Regions from separate parts of the Zea mays genome. Here region 2 is linked to region 1. A link is a contact called in public Hi-C data. All regions are on one chromosome and are shown on one strand. The core of a region is the stretch at or near the end of the contact, and the rest is flanking DNA. Distances in the headings are between cores, read along the strand shown.

Evidence for each region. A called contact is a pair of places that touch in the nucleus more often than the background predicts.
Region 2: a Hi-C map of tassel shows a contact between it and region 1, with 5 times the contacts expected there. The contact joins the promoter of LOC111591128 here to the enhancer-like site in region 1. A contact is called at or near these places in 4 of 25 Hi-C or Micro-C datasets (bundle sheath, ear, leaf and 1 more) and 1 of 3 datasets of contacts at active chromatin or transcription factors (leaf).

What each region holds. Positions count from the first base shown.
Region 1 is chr3:50,878,310-50,883,508 of Zm-B73-REFERENCE-NAM-5.0, forward strand. No RefSeq gene overlaps it. Among protein-coding and RNA genes, the nearest start is that of LOC109944812, 94 kb to the left of the region's middle. Within about 2 kb of position 2,227, at least 9 of the 20 cell types and tissues checked have an H3K27ac peak or open chromatin away from gene starts, as enhancers often do. A contact at or near this core is called in bundle sheath, leaf and tassel, where this site is marked.
Region 2 is chr3:51,080,986-51,086,184 of Zm-B73-REFERENCE-NAM-5.0, forward strand. LOC111591128 reads left to right here and starts at 2,607. Exons shown (of 1, transcript XM_023301969.1): 1 at 2,607-4,246. The coding sequence starts at 3,404. The coding sequence ends at 4,177. LOC100037796 (protein kinase-like) reads left to right here and starts at 1,697. Exons shown (of 13, transcript NM_001112497.2): 1 at 1,697-2,408; 2 at 2,538-2,600; 3 at 4,291-4,362; 4 at 4,461-4,568; 5 at 4,709-4,789; 6 at 4,881-4,934; 7 at 5,021-5,146. The coding sequence starts at 2,214.

The DNA.
Region 1 (5,199 bases), core at 977-3,476:
AAACCTAGATTTCACGAATTGGGATGATTCTGGCGGCGACTGTTAGGCGCAATTTAGAGCAACTCCAAGAGCCTAGCTAAACCGATAAGCATCGGTAAAAATAGAAAAATGATGATCAAAACTCAATCCAACAAGCTCTCATTCTTCTTCGCTATTCTATTCTACTCGGTATCCTATCCAGTTCGCTCGACATCTTTGACTAGTTCATCCGCCTCACCATCTCTTTTCTTCCATGCGGGTGCTCACGTATTTCTCTTCTCGTGCACCCTCCTGTCGCAGCGAGGGATTGTTGTCATCATCGTCGTTCGGATGGAAGGTTGCGAGGTCACTCTTAGTCGGCTGCTGCAGCCACAGCTTCTCGGTAGACTTACTGGAGCGTCTATCCACCGACTTCGATAGTTGCACGCTCCGACACGTCGACTCTCACAGTCCCATCGTGAGCTCCCCAAGCGGTCAAGCCCAAGGCCGCGGACACGCTAGGCCACCAGGGCGGCGGCGACGAACACGAGTAGGGCCAATGCCACCGCGTCAAGTGTGTCAGGTTCTTCAGCGGCTGCCTAGGCACTGCGGCCCCGCCTTCGTCATCCTACTGTCTCTCGGCACCCGACGACGAGAGCAGCGGGAGCACGAGGGGCACCGACTCGTGGAGCCATCGAAGCTGGGCTTGGGCACTGGGGAGCACCATGAGGGCGCTGAGACTGACCAGCTCCTTGTCCAGCAAGAGCATCATGGTCGTATCCACAATCGCGTGAACGGCACCATGCATGCGGGGTTTGCTTCATGGGTTGATGCCGCTGCATGAGCAATTAATGGCTGGTGAATGATCAACCCTAAACCATACTAGAACAACATAAATGTCTCCATCTTTCTTGATAGACAATATTTGGAGAGTCTGTTGGTTTACCCTACCATTTATAAGGTTGTCTATAGGTTTACCCTACCATTTAGAAGGTTGTCAATTTTTTAGGGACCTCATAAAACTCTAAATTTAGTTAAGATTATATCTAGACTCTTGGAGTTGCTCTTATAGAGCTACATGTAGTCCCTCGATTTGGAGATAAGGACTCGCATCAAGACCTATACATGATCTGATAAGGACGCACGTCTCGATCTGGTCGTGATCGGATAATGACTCTAAACTTAACATCCAAGCAACCACATCAAAAATAAAAATAAAAAATAGCAAAAGGAAGTCGCGCCCCCACAAGACGAGGGGCTAGATTTTGGCAGAACATTCACGCTCGTGCCCTTCTCCCGTGCCCAAGCCAGGCCAGGCAAGCAAGCGCGCGTGTATGGTATTCCATCCTCTCTCCCTTTATCTATGACTTGAAGGAAGAGGGATGTCACCACATATAAACAGGTCTCACTCAATCTGGGCTAGCAATATGGTACTATGGTTCCCACCATCTCTTGCCATCTCTCATATACATAGTCTTTTCATAATTTTTAGAATTTAATTGAATTGCTTAATTTGGGCCAAGCCCATTAATCCAACGGTCCCGCACCTTCTACGCCACCAAGGCATGTTTGCGACACGTATCTGGTCGGCTCGTCCCGCTCGTGTGTTTCAAGCTGAAGCTAACCGGTCCCATTGTTGTAACATATTTTCTTTGTGCACTTGTATCAAATAAGTATGTTCTAAGTGAGCCGATGTTTGCCACATGTAGGCAGCCAGACTAAAGGTGCGTTTGGTTTGGCTTTTGGCTTTGGCTTTTACCTCCTAAAAGCCAAAAGCCAAACCAAAGGGCTGGATCTAGGAAGCAGCTTTTTCTAAAAGCCGACTTTCTTGCAGTGCAAAACTGAAAGCACCTCTAGACCTGCTTTTAGCGGCTTTTGGATGGAACTGTGAAAATATATATGGAAAAACTTTTAGCGACTTTTAGTGGTTTCCACCAAACACTTTTTAGCTTTTTAACAGCTCACAGCCCACAGCAGCTTTTCTCACAGCTCACAGCCCACAGCAGCTTTTTTCACAGCCACAGCCCAACCAAACAGACCCTAAGAACCACTTTCGTTTCTTAAGAGCAGCCATGCGCAGCTGGTTTACGCCACGAGCAGCCGAGCTCTAAAAAATGGAGACTGCCTTCGTTTTCTAGGAGCCAGACAGAAGAGTCACTTTTGGACGCGCAGAATCAAGCTCCGGAAAAGCCCGGCCACACAAACACGGACGTTGCAAAGCCGTCGGGCCACAGGTCGCAAACGTGCCCCATGTGACCCTCTATGGTCTCCCAGCGTTCGCGGGGCCGGGTCTTCTTCCTCTAATGCGTCCTTGCCATGGGCTATACCGTCACCCTCGTCGGCACCTCTTTTTCATTGTGGGAAGGGTGTTGTCGTTGCTCTACGGTTGGCGTGGCGGCGGTAGCGGAGATGTGCAGCAGCACGCGACGGGGTTGGAGAGAACCTTCGCGTGTAGGGCCAACTTGGCTGGAGAAATAGAGGTTTTGGCCATGGGAGATGCCCGCCGGAGGAGAAACAGGATGAAAAATGAGAAATAAACAAAATAATCAGTGCGGTGTTTTATAACAAATATGCACGATTTCATAATGATACAAGCCGTATTTTAACGTTGGTGGTTTGAATTGGATAATTTCATTGAAGTCAGATATCCTACAACAAAATCTGCCATTATATTATATTATATTATTTCTAGAATTCTCTTTATCAAGTTTAAGGTGGTGTTCGAATGCACTAGAGCTAATAGTTAGTAACTAAAATTAGTTGAAGACATCCAAACAATCTAGCTAATAGTTCAGCTATTAGCTACTTTTAGCAAATTAGCTAATAGTTAGCTAGCTAATTTTACTAGCAATTATATATTTAGACAACTAACTATTATTATCTTTAGTGCATTTAAACACCCCCTAAACCATTTATTATGTATATATACCTATGTTGTTTTCCTCTAAAATGGATACGTTATTAAGCAAGATATATATTATATTGGAGCAGTCTATGGTTTATGAAGGCCGGCCAGCTGTCTCCTTTAATATATAGATAAAAATAATATTACACGAGAGAAGGTTGGGTTACAATATATCAAGAACACTGAAAACAAATTAAACTACAGGCTACGAAATAGAAAGTTGGCATTATTAACCAAGTGTTAATGCATATGTATATATGTACTACAAGTGGTCTCTATTGAATATTGGTTCCAGCTAACTTGTATAGTATGTGTCATGATGCAGATGATGCATCAGTAACAATAATAAACTCCTTTCCTATATAATACAATCCATCGTCTTAACGGACTAAGGGCCTACGCATGCATGGTGGCTACTTTACTTTGAAGTTTGAACAGAGTCTTGGTTCGATTTGTCATCCTTGTACTAGTACGTTTGGTTGGTTTCTCTCGCCAACCTGGCTGTGTGAGCCAGGATCACTGGAGCCTGGCTCTAGAGATGCGACCAATCTAAACGTATCTGGTGAGCCTGGCCCAGAGTGCTTTAAGGATCGTGCGAGCCTGAATCCAAATCTACATGCAGGCAACCAAACACAGAGCTCGCACGCGCATAGCCTGGCTCACAGCAACCAAACAGCAGCTACCCGCATCCTGTGATGCAAGCACGCGCAGATACAGGCAACCAAACAGACCCGTAGTAATCGAACAACAATAACGACGGTATTTCGTGGAGTGTATGTATATGTGCCAAGAATTCCACAGACGGTATATATATATAGCAGCCAACACATGAATGATGGCCTTATTTAGTTTGAACACGCGATGAGTTGTTGAGTCGTCCATTCCATCATTCCATGCGTCCTATAGGCTGACCGTCACAGCCGTCAAGCCTCGTCACATGACCCATGCATATGTAACCTATCATATGCTAGATCTAGATGTAGTCTTCTTTTTTAAGGCGTTGTTTAGAACCCATAGAATAACATGTACTCGATAGTGTTGGCGCCGATCCGGACACCAATCACTGCGTGAGAATCGGCGGCGGTGCTCTCTGCACAGGTGCGGACAGTCCGCGGCAAGGGGACGGACGGTCCGTGACCTGGAGCAGGGCTAGGGTTCCCTGCCTGACGAGTCGGACGGTCCGCGCCTATAGGCCGGACGGTCCGATCCGCGCGTGCGCAAGGGCGGCGGAGTTCGCCGACGGCGCCTGAATCTCACTCCCGGGAGGGACCCCGTCGGAGAGGAGAGATTCTAGGTGTTGTCTAGAGTCAGCATGCCGACCTAGACATCTCTAATCGACGTAGAGCCGAAGAAAAGCGAAGAATTTGGGGATTGTGAAGCTAAACTAGAACTACTTCTAATGCCTAAGGTAAAAACAAGAGATAAACTGATTTTGATTCGATTGTTGATTATTAATCGGCCGTATTCCTCTATATTTATAGAGGAGGGGGCTGGACTCGTGACAAACCAATCTCCCGGGCTAATTCCGCGAATTTAGCTAACAACCATAGCAAGAAACTCAGAACCATAATTGGCTCTGCGCGCGGACCGTCCGGACCACCAGTGCGGACCATCCGCCCGCTCAATTTGGTGCTCAACATATGCCCCCTGCCTTTTGGTGGAGCTGAGCGAACCAAAAGCAACTAACTCGATGTGATTACATCGGTTTTCTTAAGCATCTTGCCACATACTAGGATTATACTGCTTGAGTAAACGCCCATTCAAAGCCTTGGACAAATCTTTGCCTTGTAATGTTTACAATAAATAGGCGTTACCATATATCACCTCTGTTAATTTTTAAGGACCTTCCCAGCTTAGCGACCACTTTCCAAACTTCCGGTCTTTGTTTCTTAGAGGCATGATGGTCTTTCACACCAGGTCCCCTACCTGAAATGATTTAGCCTTGACCTTCTTATTGTAGGCTCTGGCGACCATGATCTTGTCCTTTTCTATTTTTCCTAAGGCTGCCACTCTTTTTTTATCGATCACTTCATCAATATTGTCCATCATCAAATTATAATAATCACCGACAATTAAGTCATTTTGCTTGGCGAATCTGATAACATTTAAACTTATCTCCATAGGTAAAACTGCTTCCTGCCCATAGACAAGCTCAAATGGAGATACTTAAGTAGCACAGTGTTTAGATATTCTGTGAGCCCATAGAGCTTCGGACAAATCTTATGCCAATGCCTAGGATTATTAGATATCTTCTTTTTTATGAGGCTAATCAACGTTCTGTTACTAGACTTGGTCTGTCCATTGGCCTGAGCATAATATGGAGATGAATTGAGCAT
Region 2 (5,199 bases), core at 1,357-3,856, 200 kb after region 1:
GAGGATCCGGAGTGTAGTTCACTTAGCCGTCGTGCCGTCAATGGGGCTCGGTGTATGCGGCTCGCTCTGCCAAGTTTGGGTTCGCCCCTTGGGGAGGAGTGCGGTGCATTTAGGAAACCTAACGGGTGGCTACAGCCCTGGGGAATCTTTGTAAAGGCTACGTAGTGATGCCCTGCTAGGCCACCTAGGTAGTGGTCAATGGGGAGTTGCTCTCTCCGGGCAGAATGAGAATCACGGCTTGTGGGTAAAGTGCACAACCTCTGCAGAGTGTTTAAAAACTGATATATCAGCCGTGCTCGCGGTTATGAGCGGCCAAGGGAGCTCCAGTGATTAGTGGTACTTGATCAGAGACATTATGGTACAGATGGCTATGAGATCGATGGTTTTGGTTATGACTATGGTGCTGGTAAGTGGTATTCTTTCCGTTTGGAAAGGGTACATCGGGTTAATAACTTGGGTTAAAGCTAAAACCTGGCTTTCTATTAGTAAATAATAACCTGACCAACTAAAAGCAACTGCTTGACTTATCCCCCACATAAAGCTAGTCCACTACAGCCAAACAGGATACTTGCTGAGTATGTTGATGTGTACTCACCCTTGCTCTACACACCAAACCCCCCCATCCCCAGGTTGTCAGCATTGCAACCACTGCTCAGGCGAAGATGAAGCTGTGGAAGGAGACTTCCAGGAGTTCCAAGACTACGACGAGTTCTAGGTGTGGGTTAGCGGCAACCCCCAGTCGGCTGCCTGTGAAGGCCGCGTTTATCTACGTTTCTTTTCCGCACTTTGATTTATTGTAAGGACTATATGGACGTCTCAGACGTATGATGTAATCAACTATTTTCCCCTTTTAATACTATTTTGAGCACTGTGTGATGATGTCCATGTTATGTAACTGCTGTGTACGTGAATAACTGATCCTGGCACGTACATGGTTCGCATTCGGTTTGCCTTCTAGAACCGGGTGTGACACTCATGGATCCTGCAAAATATGTGTCAGGATTTGGAGATCCATGCGAGCACTACACATGGTGCTCCTCCCTTGTGTTCTTGGCTCTTGCATGCATTAGGTCGTTTCTAAGACCATATTGACACAATAGACTCCATGGTGTTTGAGGTTGCTGAATTGGTTGGAGCAGCAATGATTTGTCACACTAACAATAAAAGGGAAGGTTATTTGTTTGTTTTAAACGTTACTAATTGCTACGAAGTACCATAATTTGTATAGAGCGCATCCAATTTTTATTGATGCCCGACTTTAGCAACCACTCAATATTTTAATCTATCTTTTTTATAAGTTTGAGTTCATGTGACTTAGAAACTTGAGCTCACAAATTTCATCTTATTTGGTCTATATATGGTGAAATTATGCCATTCTATATTTTCTGTTCGTTCAGTCAGTCGTTGTGAACTCTTTTCTAATCGCTCTCTTCATTAGCCGTGTTGTACCGAGACATATTAGATGGAGACATGGAGTAAACAACAATATCAGTTAGTCAAATAAAAAAAATATTATGCGAAGAGTGAAGACAATCAATAAAAAAATTTAAGATCTGTTTGGTGGATAGTTTACGGACAGTACGGGCAACCGACTAGTATGTATATCTGTGTCAAGAGTTTATAGCCACTCGGCCAAGCAATCTCGCTATTTCTCTCTGACTGCCTAGCGGAACTGGTGAATTTGATTCGCGTTATCAGCAATGAACATAGAGCTAGCTAAGAGGATCAAACTGAGGGGAGCGTTCATTGACCTGGCTGCTACGCGGAGGCCTGGTGGACGTAGCAGCAGCAAGGCCGCGTGGATTTGTCCCATTTGTTTTGTTTAATAGTAATATAATCGTGGACAGAGCAGAGGCTTTTGCGTGTGCGTTTACCAGTTGCCCATCCGGGTTACATCTCACGGAATCTGAGGCTGAGGCGACGGAGCGCAAGCAAGCAAGCAAGCGAAAGGGCAGGGCTGCCTGCCACACAAGAGACAAGGGAAGAGGAGAAGGGTAGACGAGTAGACGACTGTGATGAGGCTAGAAGAAGAGCAGGCAGGAGCTATAAGTACCCCGCCCCCTTCCACCCTCTCCTTCCACCTCCCTCCCTTGCTGCCTCATCCATTCCAGAGCTGCGAAGACAGACAGACAGAGAGAAAGAGGGATCGACGGAGCAAGGCGGGGCCGTGTCCGGTCACACACGAGCGAGCCCTCTCGGCCGCGCGTTTGTGAATGGTGAACGGCGAGCGGCGGGCGGACGCGGAGTGCACGCGGGCGTCGCTGCTGGGGAGGTATGAGATCGGGCGGACCCTCGGCGAGGGCAACTTCGGCAAGGTGAAGTACGCGCGCCACATCGCCAGCGGCGGCCACTTCGCCATCAAGATCCTCGACCGCAGCAAGATCCTCTCCCTCCGCATCGACGACCAGGTTGGGCATGCCACACACGTGTTTCGCCGCCGCGCGCTAGCCGTTTCAGATTCCAGTCCGGTCCGGTCCGCCGAGCATGCTGACGGCGGCTTCTTCGTCCATTTCGCTTTGCGCTGGCGCTGTTTGCAGATCAGGAGGGAGATCGGGACGCTCAAGCTGCTCAAGCACCCGAATGTCGTCCGCTTGCACGAGGTGCGTGGCACACCGAACTTGCTTCAAACCTCCCCTTTCGTATCGTTCCTTCATTTCTTCTTGGATTGGATCCTTCTCCTCCTCGCTCCTTCCAGCTCCAGCTGGACCAATTCCCCTTGTCTGCTGGACTGGTAAGATAGGATCCGATCCCGTATACTTCCATTCCATGACGCTAGAAAATGAACTTGCTGTGCTCCGTAAGGGATTATTAGGCTAGCTGTCCAGTTGTACTGTCCTGCAAGTAACGGACCATCTGGCTTTTACTTGGAACCAAAGGATTAGCGGTTTTTGCTTGCGCGGCCGGGATGAGACTCTTTCGTCACACACACACACAAACACAAAACAAAGGATCTCTTTTCTCTCTGCTAGCTCTCGTCGCTTGCTTCTCAACGCTGTTCACGCGGAAAACACCGGCGGGAGCTTTGGCTGACGTCCGGTCCTTCGATCCACGCCGCACGGCATCTCCGCCGGAGTTTTTACTCCGGCCGCTACCGGAATATGAGCCCCTGTCCTGGGCATAAAGCGGTTTCGCCTCGCCACGCCACATGCACCTGCAAGTAGAGAGAGAGGCCTGTCGAGACTCGAGAGTCTATAGTTCACGGGCTCTTCGCCTCTCGGGGTTCCAAAGCCAAAGGGGGAAAAAAAAAGGAAGGAAGAAGGCTCACGGGCTCCTGGAATTACGCTCAGGAAAAAAAATCGCGAGAAAACGATACGATTTTTCGCCAGGTTTTTTGTGAAATTGCTTGTAGTAATAATAACAAGGAAAAAAAAGTCATGTCCTTTGATTCTGTGACGAAAACCACATGCATTCCAAGCGAGACATCTCAGGCCACAGTTTCACACAGTCGCAGTGTGCCGGATACGAAAGCGATCCCATCCGGAGCGTCAGGTCCGTGACCGTCTCGTCTCCACTTGTACAAATGAAACCGACCACCGGCCGGGACGGTTCCCGTTTCGGCACAGTAGAGCAACACGGCACACGAAGGGGGCGGGCCCACCGCGCGCGGTACGCATGCCTCTTGGGCTACCCGTCGAGCCATGTGGCCGGCTTCCTGGTGGCCCCGCCACGTCGGCCTCACACGGTCCCGGTACATCTGGCCAGGCAGGTACTGCTGGAGTATTATGCATGCATCGTCGTGAGCTGGGTGCACCAAGTCACCCCACACCGCGTGGGCCTGCCCGCGACGCAACACTTGTCGCACGGGCCCCGCACACGTGTTCCGCGGGGCCCCCTTGGCTGCTCCTCTATCCTCCCCCCCGGGCCGCTGGCCGCGGCCACCAACTCTGTGCGCCTTGGTGTGACCGGTGGTCTCTGTGCTCCCAAGCTGAGCAGCAGCAATCGCCGTTCCGGAGGCCGGAGCACAGAGACGAGACCCGCCGAGCAGTTTGGGTTTTTTTTTTTTTTGATGATTTGGTGCACCTACCTAAAGAAGCCTTTGGCATCGAGTACGCCTAGTACCACCACCACCACCAAAGAAGCCTTGAGCATGCAGGGTAATAATTGTGACGAGGGCCGGGGAAAGAAAAAGGATGCAGGGAAAGATTACTGTTGTACCCGTATCTCATTCAGGCCCTAGTTGCTGAAAATAACAGTAAATAGGAATCGTGTTTGTTTGCAACTGGAAGCAAAAAAAAAAAAAAAAAAAGAGGTGTGGGTGACTGATATTGAGACCAACCTTTTTCTCTGCAGGTTGCTGCCAGTAAAACGAAGATCTACATGGTGCTTGAGTTTGTCAACGGCGGCGAGCTCTTCGACAAGATCGTAAGCCCACACGTCGTCAAAACGCGCTGTTTGTTTGCACGTAAAAATTCATCTTTCTAACGCTCCTGTTTTCTAACGCGCTGTTTTACACACAAAAGGCTATCAAGGGGAAACTGTCCGAACACGAGGGCAGGAGGCTCTTCCAGCAGCTAATCGACGGCGTCAGCTATTGCCATGACAGAGGTGTCTACCACCGAGACCTCAAGGTAGCCTTCACCGTCAGTTCAGTTGCTTCTCTTGCATTCATATATACTTGTCAGCGTGGAACTCAAACTCAACTAGGGCTTTGCTTGATTCTTCTGTCCGTGACAGCAGTTTGCTTCTTTTATTCTTCTGTCTGTTACAGCCAGAGAATGTCCTTGTTGATCGGAAGGGCACCATCAAGATCTCTGACTTCGGCCTCAGCGCTCTACCTCAACATCTCGGGGTACGATGGCATGGTTTGGTTGCTCTGTATGCGATGATTCCTCTGTATGTATGCATAATTTACCAAACGACATGCGCTTCACACCTTTCAGAGTGACGGACTTCTGCACACAACATGTGGCAGCCCCAACTACATAGCTCCTGAGGTATTTAAAGAACCGGCAGCAAGCAGTTTCATTTCATCAGTTTCTCTCCTCTCGGCTGTGCTGATTCTGTGCTAAATTCATGCCAGGTTCTGCAAAACAGAGGCTATGACGGCTCCTTGTCAGATCTCTGGTCGTGTGGGGTGATCCTCTACGTGATGCTTGTTGGCTGCCTTCCCTTCGACGACAGGAACCTCGTCGTTCTTTATCAGAAGGTTGGCATATATCAGTACAAAGCAAGCTCTGGAATTTTAGCAAATCTACACAA